3 separate regions of the Sus scrofa genome follow, and regions 2 and 3 are each linked to region 1. Evidence: chromatin contacts called from public Hi-C and HiChIP or PLAC-seq data. All regions are on one chromosome and are shown on one strand. The core of a region is the stretch at or near the end of the contact, and the rest is flanking DNA. Distances in the headings are between cores, read along the strand shown. Region 1 has its middle 20 kb from the start of MAIP1. Region 2 overlaps SGO2 (shugoshin 2). Region 3 holds the start of AOX2 (aldehyde oxidase 2).

Evidence for each region. Hi-C and Micro-C count contacts between places; a contact is called where the count stands out from the background. HiChIP or PLAC-seq counts read pairs in DNA pulled down with a chosen protein or histone mark.
Region 2: an H3K27ac HiChIP or PLAC-seq map of alveolar macrophages shows a contact between it and region 1. The contact joins two enhancer-like sites. A contact is called at or near these places in 1 of 47 Hi-C or Micro-C datasets (embryonic fibroblasts) and 1 of 2 datasets of contacts at active chromatin or transcription factors (alveolar macrophages).
Region 3: a contact with region 1 is called in a Hi-C map of retroperitoneal adipose tissue, with 2.9 times the contacts expected there. The contact joins the promoter of AOX2 here to the enhancer-like site in region 1. A contact is called at or near these places in 12 of 47 Hi-C or Micro-C datasets (alveolar macrophages, brain, embryonic fibroblasts and 9 more) and 1 of 2 datasets of contacts at active chromatin or transcription factors (alveolar macrophages).

Annotation. Positions count from the first base shown.
Region 1 is chr15:103,597,422-103,600,866 of Sscrofa11.1, reverse strand. No RefSeq gene overlaps it. Among named protein-coding and RNA genes, the nearest start is that of MAIP1, 20 kb to the right of the region's middle. Within about 2 kb of position 1,951, at least 17 of the 83 cell types and tissues checked have an H3K27ac peak or open chromatin away from gene starts, as enhancers often do. A contact at or near this core is called in alveolar macrophages, liver and retroperitoneal adipose tissue, where this site is marked.
Region 2 is chr15:104,145,472-104,148,702 of Sscrofa11.1, reverse strand. All of the region lies in intron 9 of SGO2 (shugoshin 2), which reads right to left. Among named protein-coding and RNA genes, the nearest start is that of AOX1, 11 kb to the left of the region's middle. Within about 2 kb of position 1,497, at least 4 of the 83 cell types and tissues checked have an H3K27ac peak or open chromatin away from gene starts, as enhancers often do. A contact at or near this core is called in alveolar macrophages, where this site is marked.
Region 3 is chr15:104,408,883-104,412,060 of Sscrofa11.1, reverse strand. It overlaps AOX2 (aldehyde oxidase 2), which reads right to left and starts at 1,374. Exons shown (of 35, transcript NM_001308472.1): 1 at 1,283-1,374. The coding sequence starts at 1,374.

The sequences.
Region 1 (3,445 bases), core at 702-3,201:
TTAGAGCCCTTATTCTGAGCAAACTTTTCAAAAGTACCCAATTTTTGGTGGGGCTCTGCCAGCAAGCCCGAGCACCAACTCAGTTATATTAGCAAAGGCGGCCCCCTCCTGGCCAAAATGCACATGGCACTCATCCGAAAACATTTAATTGGCCGTGTTAGAAAACAATAGGTCAGGCAATTAATTCACTGACTCACATCAAGAAATGGAGCGCGGACGGCTACTTGTCAGCCAGGCCCCGGGGTATCTAATCAGTACAGATTTAAAAGCCCCATTTGGCTTAATGAGAAAGTGCTGATGGTCTGTGCGATTGGTCATTAGCAGAGGAGGAGATGCCAGACTAGATGGCTGTTTCTAAGGGGACGGCTTTCTCCTCTCCCGGTCAACGGCAGTAAACCCTGCAGATTGTTTAAAGGTTAGATTTCCCCATGGGCTTGTCTGACTGGGGTCTTTAAAACCTGCTTGGAGCTTGGATTCAAGGGCAAAGGAAGGAGAGGAGATATGAATTCAGGACTTGGTATGTGCCAGAAACCAGACTAAGTATTCAGGTACGCCGTTGCAGTCCGTTCCCAAAACAGCTCTGCATGAAGTTCTTATCGTCTTTAGTTACTGAGGTAACTGAGGCTTGGAGAGGAAAGTTGTCCCTTGCCTGTGGTCACAGAATGAATGGCTGGGTGGGTTAGGGGGATGGGTAGCCCACCTGATGCCCAGTTTCTGCCACCAGAGGCAATGAGATTCCCACATCAGGGTCCACTAGTGTTAACGCAGAGTTCTGGAGCCTGTCATGGGCTTCCAGTGGCTGGCTTCCCACTTACTAATGGCGTGAACTTAGGTTTAGCCATCAATCTGTGCCTCAGTTTCCCTATCTGGAAAAGGAGGATAACAATAATACGTATTGTTAGGGTTGTTGTAAAAATTAACTGTTAAACCCCTTGAACGGTGCCCAAAGTCTGTAGACATTCAACAGAATACAGCTATTATTACTCTGAGACAATATTGCCTCCTGAATACCAAACCTTCAACACCCTAAACCAGCGTTCCTCAAGGACAGGTGATTTCGTTCCCTGTGGGAAATTTGGTTATGTCTACAGATATTTTTGGCTGTCATAGCTAGAGAAGCCAGCAATATTGTTAAAAATTCTACAGTTCTGGGACAGCCCCTACATCAAAGAATTATGTGACCTCAAATGTTAATAGTGCCAAGGCTGAGAAACTCAGCCCTTAGACCGAACATTAGTGAGGTGGAGGATATTTTGCTATATACGATGAAGAGCTACGTAGACACTGAAAGCCCCCATCCTAGTGGAGGGATGCCAGGCAATAAAAGCATAAATAAACTGGAAACTATTAGGTGACAGTAAAGGCTGTGATAAAAATAGAGCAGTGTGGCAGATACAGAGTGATGGGTTAGGCACTTTAGAGTGGATGAGCAGAACGTTTCCTCACTGGAGGGGCATTTAAACTGGACCTGAATGGCGAAAAGTGACCAGCCATTGAAGATCTGAGCAAGGAGGCTGGCTGGCAAAGGAACAGTTCCTGTGAAGGTGTCAAGGCAGGGACAGCCTTGATGGGACTAAGAAACAGAAAGGATGGGAAGACAGACAGTAGAGGTGGGGAGGGAGATAGGGATGCAAATAAAATCCCAATAAGGCCCCACAGACAGCTTACTTTGGGCAGCCCTACTTCCTGGTGTACTCCCTGGGAAAAAATATTGCCTCTAAGTACTTGACAATAACCAAAATATATGATTTGTTCTGTGAAATACATTTTAAGTTGGTTTTAATATCATTGCTTCCTTTAGGAAGCAATAATAGTGCGTCTCTTCCTTAGAAATGAATTAGTTAGCAAGGTCAGTTAATGGATCTGCTTACTTCCGGTTTCAGATAAACCACATTATGTCTTCCTGTAGCATGGGGGTTATTCAAATGCAGTGCCATAAAACGGAAGTTTAAAAGGAAGGAGACCAGAACACAGCTCCATTTTGCTCTCTGTTGGAGCCTTTCAGCTGCCCTGAGTACAATGCAATATTGCAACACGTATTTCAAGAATCAATAAAGCCAGGAGGTGGGGAAGAGGGCAGTAGTGTACCAGCCTTGCCCGTGGCTACTCTGCACTCACGTCAGAGGCCAAGGAAAGGCCCATAAAAGGAATCGATAATCTAATTCTTCCTCCGTTTCTGCTGGATTTCTCACAGAAACCTGAGCCAGAGTTGTAATTTATCGAGCCAGTAAACAAAGTAAAATTTGATAGATGTCTACCAGACTGATGGGTTTATGAAATGGAAGGGGGCAGTCAGGAGGAGGATTCTATTTTTGAAGATGGGATAAACTGTATCCAGGGTCTTCCAGGCTGGAATGTGTGTGAGGTAAACAACAGAAAGCCAACCCTCAGAGGTCTGGACACACTGTTTGGTGCATCCTTAAACAGCTCTGGATTCCAAGTCTTCTCTGGGTGCTCTATTACAGTTAGTTTTAAAAAGTTTGTCAGGCGATGTTTGGGATTATTACCAGACCCCAGTTAGAAAGCACACGGGCTCTCTAAAAGCTCTCTCTCAGTTAGTGAAGCTGACAAAGCTAGACTGGCAGCTATTTCCCAGAGTCAGCACTGGTTCATGACTCAAGTAACTCAATCAGGACAAATTGTGAATTGTCTCCTGCTCTTCCTTAACCTTAGGACCCCAAGTTTTGTTCAGGGCAATAAATTGTACCCAGTTAAAAGACTATGTTTATATTTCCCAGCACCACTAAAGCTGTTTGTAGCCACATAATTAACTCCCAGCCAATGAAATTAAACAGAAGTGTTTTGTGTGACCTCTCAGAAAGCTTCTTAAAAGACAGATGATGTATAAACTTTCTCATTCTTTCCTTGCCTCATTCTGCTGCCTGGAATATGAATATGATGGCTGGACCTTTACCAGCCATTTTGTGCTATGAGAACAGCTTCATACCCTACGGAAGGAAGGCAGTGATGACTAGAGAGAGGCTGGATCTCCAAGGACTTTGTGGTGGTAGCATACAAACCTAACCTAAAGTATCCTATCTCTGGACTTGTGTTATGTGTAAGAGAATCAACTGCTTCTATATTACTTAAATCATGATTTTTAAGTTTTTGTTTAAGAAAGCCAAAACTAATCCTGAATGGTACACCAATATTTGCATAATCTGCCCACATTGAGAGATGATTTATCAAGACTAAGAACTCTCATAAAGTCTCATGTTATCTAGGTTTCTTAAAATTATTATTTCAAAATAATAATATTTTACAATAAGACTGACACTATATTAGGTTTTAGCTGACCAATTTTGACTTCATAAGGGCCCCCTATTAATCTAAGGGGTGTTTGAATGCACCTCGGCAGATCTCATCAAGTGAAAAGAATGGGATTCAGATGACCTGAAAAAAAGGGGACCTTTTTCTCTTAAAACTGGTTTAAGACATCTGGAAT
Region 2 (3,231 bases), core at 248-2,747, 550 kb before region 1:
AAATGAATAGCACAATTATGTTGAAGGAGGCTGAAGAGAAAAGAACGAACCTAAAACAAAAAGATCTATATCTAAATGTTATGATGGAGTTAGTAAAACTTTTCTCATAGGGATATGGGGTCAGCAATTCTGAAACTACTTTATGTGTGTCCTAGAACTGAATGAATGAATGAATGAATAATAGATAATGAGAGCCAGGCTACTTACCAATGAAGAAAGAAATTATGGATAAGCAAAGCTAAAATGAATCCTGTGATGTTGAACGGGAATCAGAGATTTCAGTATAAATTCGTGGTCTTTACTATATCTACAGGTAGATAAATATAAAGGTGTGCGTATGCATGGATTAGGATACATACATAGATTTCCTAGCTCTGTCTGCTGACAGGGGTTAACATTGATTGTAGATTCTAAGGATGACCCATCCATGATCCTTGCCTACTGGTGTTTATGCCCTTGTATATTACTCTCTCCTCGAGTGTAGACAAGAGCTGTGACTTGCATCTAACCAGTAGAAATGGCAAAAGTGATGTGATGTCTCACTTTTGAGATTACATTTCATTATGTAACACTCCACCCTGCTAGAGGATTTGCTCTAGAGACTCTACAGCTGGTTTTGAAGTTAAGTGGCCATATTGGAAGGCCACTGTTGCAGGGAGCTAAGGGTGGCCTCTAGGAGCTGAGGACAGCTTCCAGCCAAGAGCAAAAAGCTGGAGCCCTCTGTCCTATAACCAGAAGGAAATGAATTCTGCCAACAACCTGTGTGACCTTGGTGGCAGATTCTCCCCCCAGAGAGCCTCCCAATGAGAGCCAGCCTTGATAACACTTTGATTACAGGTTTGTGAGATACTAAGCAGAGCACCCAATTTGGCTAAGGACAGGTTTCTGGCCCTCAAAAACCAAGAGGTGATAAATACGTATTGCTTTAAGCTATGTTTATGGTAATATTGTCATACAACAACAGATAACTAGTAAACACAATATAACCAGTAAGAATACCTAGTGCCCAGATCTTATATTATACCAATGCTAATTTTCTAGTTTTGATAACTGTACTATGGGTATGTAAGATGTTAGAAGTAGAAAAGGTTGGGTGAAGAGTATATAAAAATACCTCTTCCTATTTTTACAACTTTTGGTAATCTAAAATTAGTTCAAAATAAAAAGTTTAAGTTATGACTTAACAGGAAAAAGATAACCCAACAGAAAAAATGCAAAGGATCTGAATAGACATTTCTCCAAAGAAGATACACAAGTGGCCAATAAGCACTTGAAAAGATATATAACATCATTAGTCATCAGAAAAATGCAAATTAAAGCCACAATAAGATAGCCCTTCACACCCACCAGTATGGCTAGAATCATCAAAAAAATCAGTAACACGGGTGTTGGTGAGGACATGGAGAAATTATACATTGTTGGTAGGAATGTAAAACGGTACAGTGGCTTTGGAAAACAGTCCAGAAGTTCCTCAAATGATTACCTTATGACTCAGCAATTCTACAACTCGGCATATACCCAAGAGAAATGACAATATATGTACACATGAGAACTCCCAAATGTTTATGGCAGCATTATTCATAATAGCCTAAAAGTGGAAACAACTAAATGACCATCAACAGACTAGGTAAATAAAATGTGATGAATCTATACAATGGAATATCTTATTCAGTTATAAATAGGAGTGAAATATCACTCATACATGTTACAATAGGCATGAACCTTGAAAAGATTTTGCTATGTGCAAGAAGCCAATCACAACTACCAAGTATTATATGATTCCATTGATATGAAATGTCTGAAAAGGAAGTCTACAGAAATAGGAAGTAGGTGAACGGTTGATGATCTAGGGCTGAGCGATAGAGCAATGATAGCTAAAAGGCATGAGGTTTCTTTTTGAAATTAAGAAATGTTCTTAAATTAACTGTGGTGATGGTGTGCATATCTGTGAATCTACTAAACCACTTTCTTGTACACTTTAAATGGATGAAACACATGGCTCAGTAAAGCTGGTTTTAAAAAGGCCTTTGTCCTTCATTTTTAACTGGCTTCTCTTCCACCGTCCTTTGCACTGTTGCCGCCTGCTGGTTAATGTTTTAAAATATCTGTCAAAAGGATCAGTGTCTTTAATTTTATGAAAGCCAGCAGCTGGAGTTCCCTTGTGGCACACAGGTTAAGGATCCAGAGCTGTCACTGTAGCAGCTGAGGTTGCTGCTGTGGTGCGAGTTTGATACCTGGCCTAAGAATTTTCACATGCCACAGACAGCCAAAAAAAGAAAAGAAAAGAAAAAAAGGAAGAAGCAAACAGTGAAAAAAATGCAAAGAGAAAATTTGAGGATATTTCTCTCTGTCCTTTTGAAAATATCATTTCAAATATAATCAGCTCTTTTGAAATAGCCACTTCACCTATGCCTAAAAAAAAAAATAAGATTTTTGAATGTGTAGAAGGCATTTGGGCATTTTTTTTGAGATAATCAAGGCAATGCGAATAGGATTTTCTATTAGATGACAGTGAGGAATTGTTGATAATTTTGTTAGTTATGATTACTGTTGTCCAGTTTTGTTAAGTTCTCATTTTCTAGAGATATATATATAGAACTGTTTTAGGAATTAAACTACTCAATAGTACGGATTTGCTTTAAAAAAACAAAAAAAGGAGAGTGGAAGTAAATATGGCAAAATATTGATAAGTGTCAAAGTTAGGGATGGATAAAGGATTGGAGGAGTATTATTCCCTCTTTGTTGGGCTATGTTTAAAGTTTGAAAAAGGAAGAAAAAAGACTGTTATTCTTTGAGGCTAAAGGACATATAAACCACTTTGAATTCCTCTAAGAACAAAGTAGAATAAATAAATGAGGGTGAAAAATAATGGGGTGCAAATCAGAAAACAAAAAAACCTTTTAAGCCTTTTTGAAGAATAAACACATTTCTTTAAATCAACACTACATGCTTCATCAATACTAGTGTTCAAAACTAATTCAGATAGGAATTTTTTTTTTTTTTTTTTTTTACTTTTTGGCTTTTTGCCTTTTCTAAGGCTGCTCCTGTGGCTAGGGATCTAATCGGAGCTGCAGCCGCTGGCCAACGCCAGACCCACAGCAACACGGGATCTGAGCAGCGTCTACAGCCTACACCAGAGCTCATGGCAATGCCTGATCCCCAACCCACTGAGCAAGGCCAGGGATCAAACCCGCAACCTCATGGTTCCTAGTTGGATTCGTTAGCCACTGA
Region 3 (3,178 bases), core at 125-2,624, 810 kb before region 1:
CTCAGAGAAAACCCCCATCCTTCTTTTCTTTTTCTTTTTTTTGTCTTTTTGTCTTTTTAGGGCTGTACCCTCGGCATATGGAGATTCCCAGGATAGGGGGTCTAATTGGAGCTATAACTGCCGGCCTACGCCAGAGCCACAGCAAGGCCAGATCCGAGCCGTGTCTGTGACCTACACCGCAGCTCATGGCAACACTGGATCCTTAACCCACCCTCATCTTTCCTAGTCGGATTTGTTTCCTCTGTGCCACGACAGGAACTCCATCCATCCTTATTTTCAAATCCCACCTTTGCTCCTGTTTGGTCCAATCGCAAGCCTCAGCCTCTGCCCCCTCTCTTTAGCCATCCTTCTCCCTCATTGTGGTCTATTTCCACCCAGTTTATGGATTGGATGTAACTACCTAGACTGGCTACAAACACTTCAGAATCATTGACTCTTTTTTTTTTTTCAAAGCCATATAGCTTGTTCACTGAAGTTAGGTCATAACCATAAATGCTTATCAGAGAGGTCTGTGAATGAGTGGAGTGGGTTGGGTATAACTGGAGAGCTTGTGCTCCACTTTAGACGACAGGGGAGTGGGTGGTGACCGACAGTCCCCCACTCAGCTCTAAGCAAGACCGCTGCCAGGCAGGAAGGACTATCTTCCCCTTGTTGCATGAGAAACTCCTATTTTTTAAATATGAGATTTCCTAATTTTCAAACAGTCACCATAAATTAAAAGCTGTGTAGGCTTTCCAATAAAGCTTGTAATTTCTATCTTTTGGGGGGGCTTCTCTGCGAGATCCATTCGATTTACCAATTAAGATAGGTTTGCCATCATGAAGATCTACATTTCAGAGTATAGAATGGTGGGGGGAAATCTGCGGTGAGAAAACAGATGTCGAGAAAGGCAATCTTTTCTTACGACAGGTGCTCTCCCTGAATCTGGAGATCTTGGTTGTCCTCCAGGGCAGGGGATGTGCAACACAAACCTCTATTGCATAATCACTCTCTTGGGGATCAGAAGGCCCTTAAAAGAATAATTAGTCCTGAAGTAAAGAGCTTAGCTTCTATTTCATGGCTATTAAATCGAGATATAAGGAAACTCTGGGGAAACTTTATCCTCTCCAAATAGCTCAATTAACTTAATATGCTTAGAACCAGTTCCAAAAGCAATTAGAGAGCAAGAGCCAAGGGGCCTGGCTGTGGGGGGTGGAAAGATCGGATTAATTCTGATAATCTCAGCTGGCCTAAATTTTAAGGCAAACATAAGACATGGCCAAGATGGATCAAAAGGGTCCAGTTCTTTCGTAGGAAGGTCAGCAGCGTGACTTCTGGGTCCGCATTCCTCTCGATCACCTGCGTTAGCAACAGAAAAGAGATGATGGTGGGCATGGAGTGGGTGACCCAGCGGAATGCCTGCCGTGGCCGGCATTCATTTGCCTCTTTTTTTGTGTGTGCTCTAAAGGCAACTTTTGCATATGTTCATAGAGTAGGAGACTCGCCGAGCAACTGTGCAACAACGCTCATCTACATGATGAGAGCTGGGAACCACCACAGTGTAAGATGCCCTGGGAGTTTCATTCTTCATGTTTGCTCCACTATCTAATTTTGTGGAGTCTTCCCACTCAGCCACGTCAGGCTTTTGTACTCTTGAAATGTTTCAAATTGGGGAAGGACTTGGATGCTGTGTGTGTGTGTGTGTGTGTGTCAGGGGGTTCTTGAGAGAAGAAGCTTGAGTAGGAAGAGTTTCAATTCTTTTTTTTTTAATTTTTTTTATTTAAAGGCTGCCTCCTTGGCATATGGAAGTTCCTGGGCCGGGGATCGAATCCGAGTCACAGCTGAGACCTATGCTGCAGCTATGGCAACACCAGATCCTTTAACCCATTGTGCCAGGCTGGGGATCGAACCTGTGCCTCCACAGTGACCAGAGCTGCTGCTGTTGGATTCTTAACCCACTGTGCCCCAGTGAGAACTCCAAGAATTAATATTCTGGCACTTCTGAGACAACTCCTGTGGGGAGCACATTTTGATAATATCAGGGATCCCAAGAATTGGTGGCAGAAAGGGGAAGCAGGGGAAGTGCTGCCACCCTGGTGTAGCCCCCGAGGATGCCAATCCCCTCATGGCAGCATGGTTAATGGTATGCTTTGTGAGCCCAGCTTGGAACCCACGGAGGTTCTGGAGGAACACGAGAATTCCTGCCTCCCTCAACTTGAAAAGTGGGAGATTTTGGGGTTCCATCATGGCACAGCGGAAACGAATCTGACTAGGAACCACGAGGTTTCGGGTTCGATCCCTCGCCTCGCGCAGTGGGTTAAGGATCCGGTGTTGCTGTGGCTGTGGTGGCTGCAGCTCTGCTTGGACCCCTAGCCTGGGAACCTCCATATGCCACGGGTGCGGCCCTAAAAAGGAAACAAAAAAGAAAGAAAGAAAGAAAGAAAAGTGGGGGATTTAGCACTCTTGAACCATGGAGGGGCCTTCCTTGGTGCGTCTTTCTTATTTGCTTGTTTCCTGTGACTTTGTCTTTGGGTGTCCTGCCAATATCTACAACCATTCTGATGCAACAGAGGGAGGGGAGCTACAGTGGGCTGTTCATGTGACATTCTTCTTTCTCCCCAGAAGAAAAACATGAACTTGTGTAGCCCTCAAAGAATAAAAAAAGTGCAGGAAGCTGTTTCCAAGTTGAGATATTGCAATTCAGCTGCTCTCTGGATCTCCAGGGGGCTGCTATCACTGCCAGAAGCAGCCTCCTCTGCCTGCCCTTACTCCTATCCCAAGTCCTTTGAAAGCATTTGATGAGAATGTGGTTGGATAATATTTGTATTATCTAGCTGACTCTACCCCTACCACACAGTCCGTATTTCCTCTAGCCCTTGACTTATTCCCTGTTCTGGCTGCAGCCGCTTCCTCCCGGGCTTATGAATCAGAAGGGATGTGGGACAGAACATAGAGCAAGGAGGTTCCAAAGCCTAGGCTAATGGAACAAGCCAGTAAGGACTCAGCTCGTGAGTGAGTTTTGGAAGAAAGTATGGTGGCTGCTGGCTGTGGAGACTGGATACAGGAGAGAGAGCTTGAACGGAAGTGATGGGAAGAATATAGAGGCTCTGTGTGCTCGCTCATTCCTTGGGCCGAGCCCCCACGTGGGGTGGGGGTGGGGGTACATGACCAAACCCTAGTTAGGTTTGTGGGATTGGGA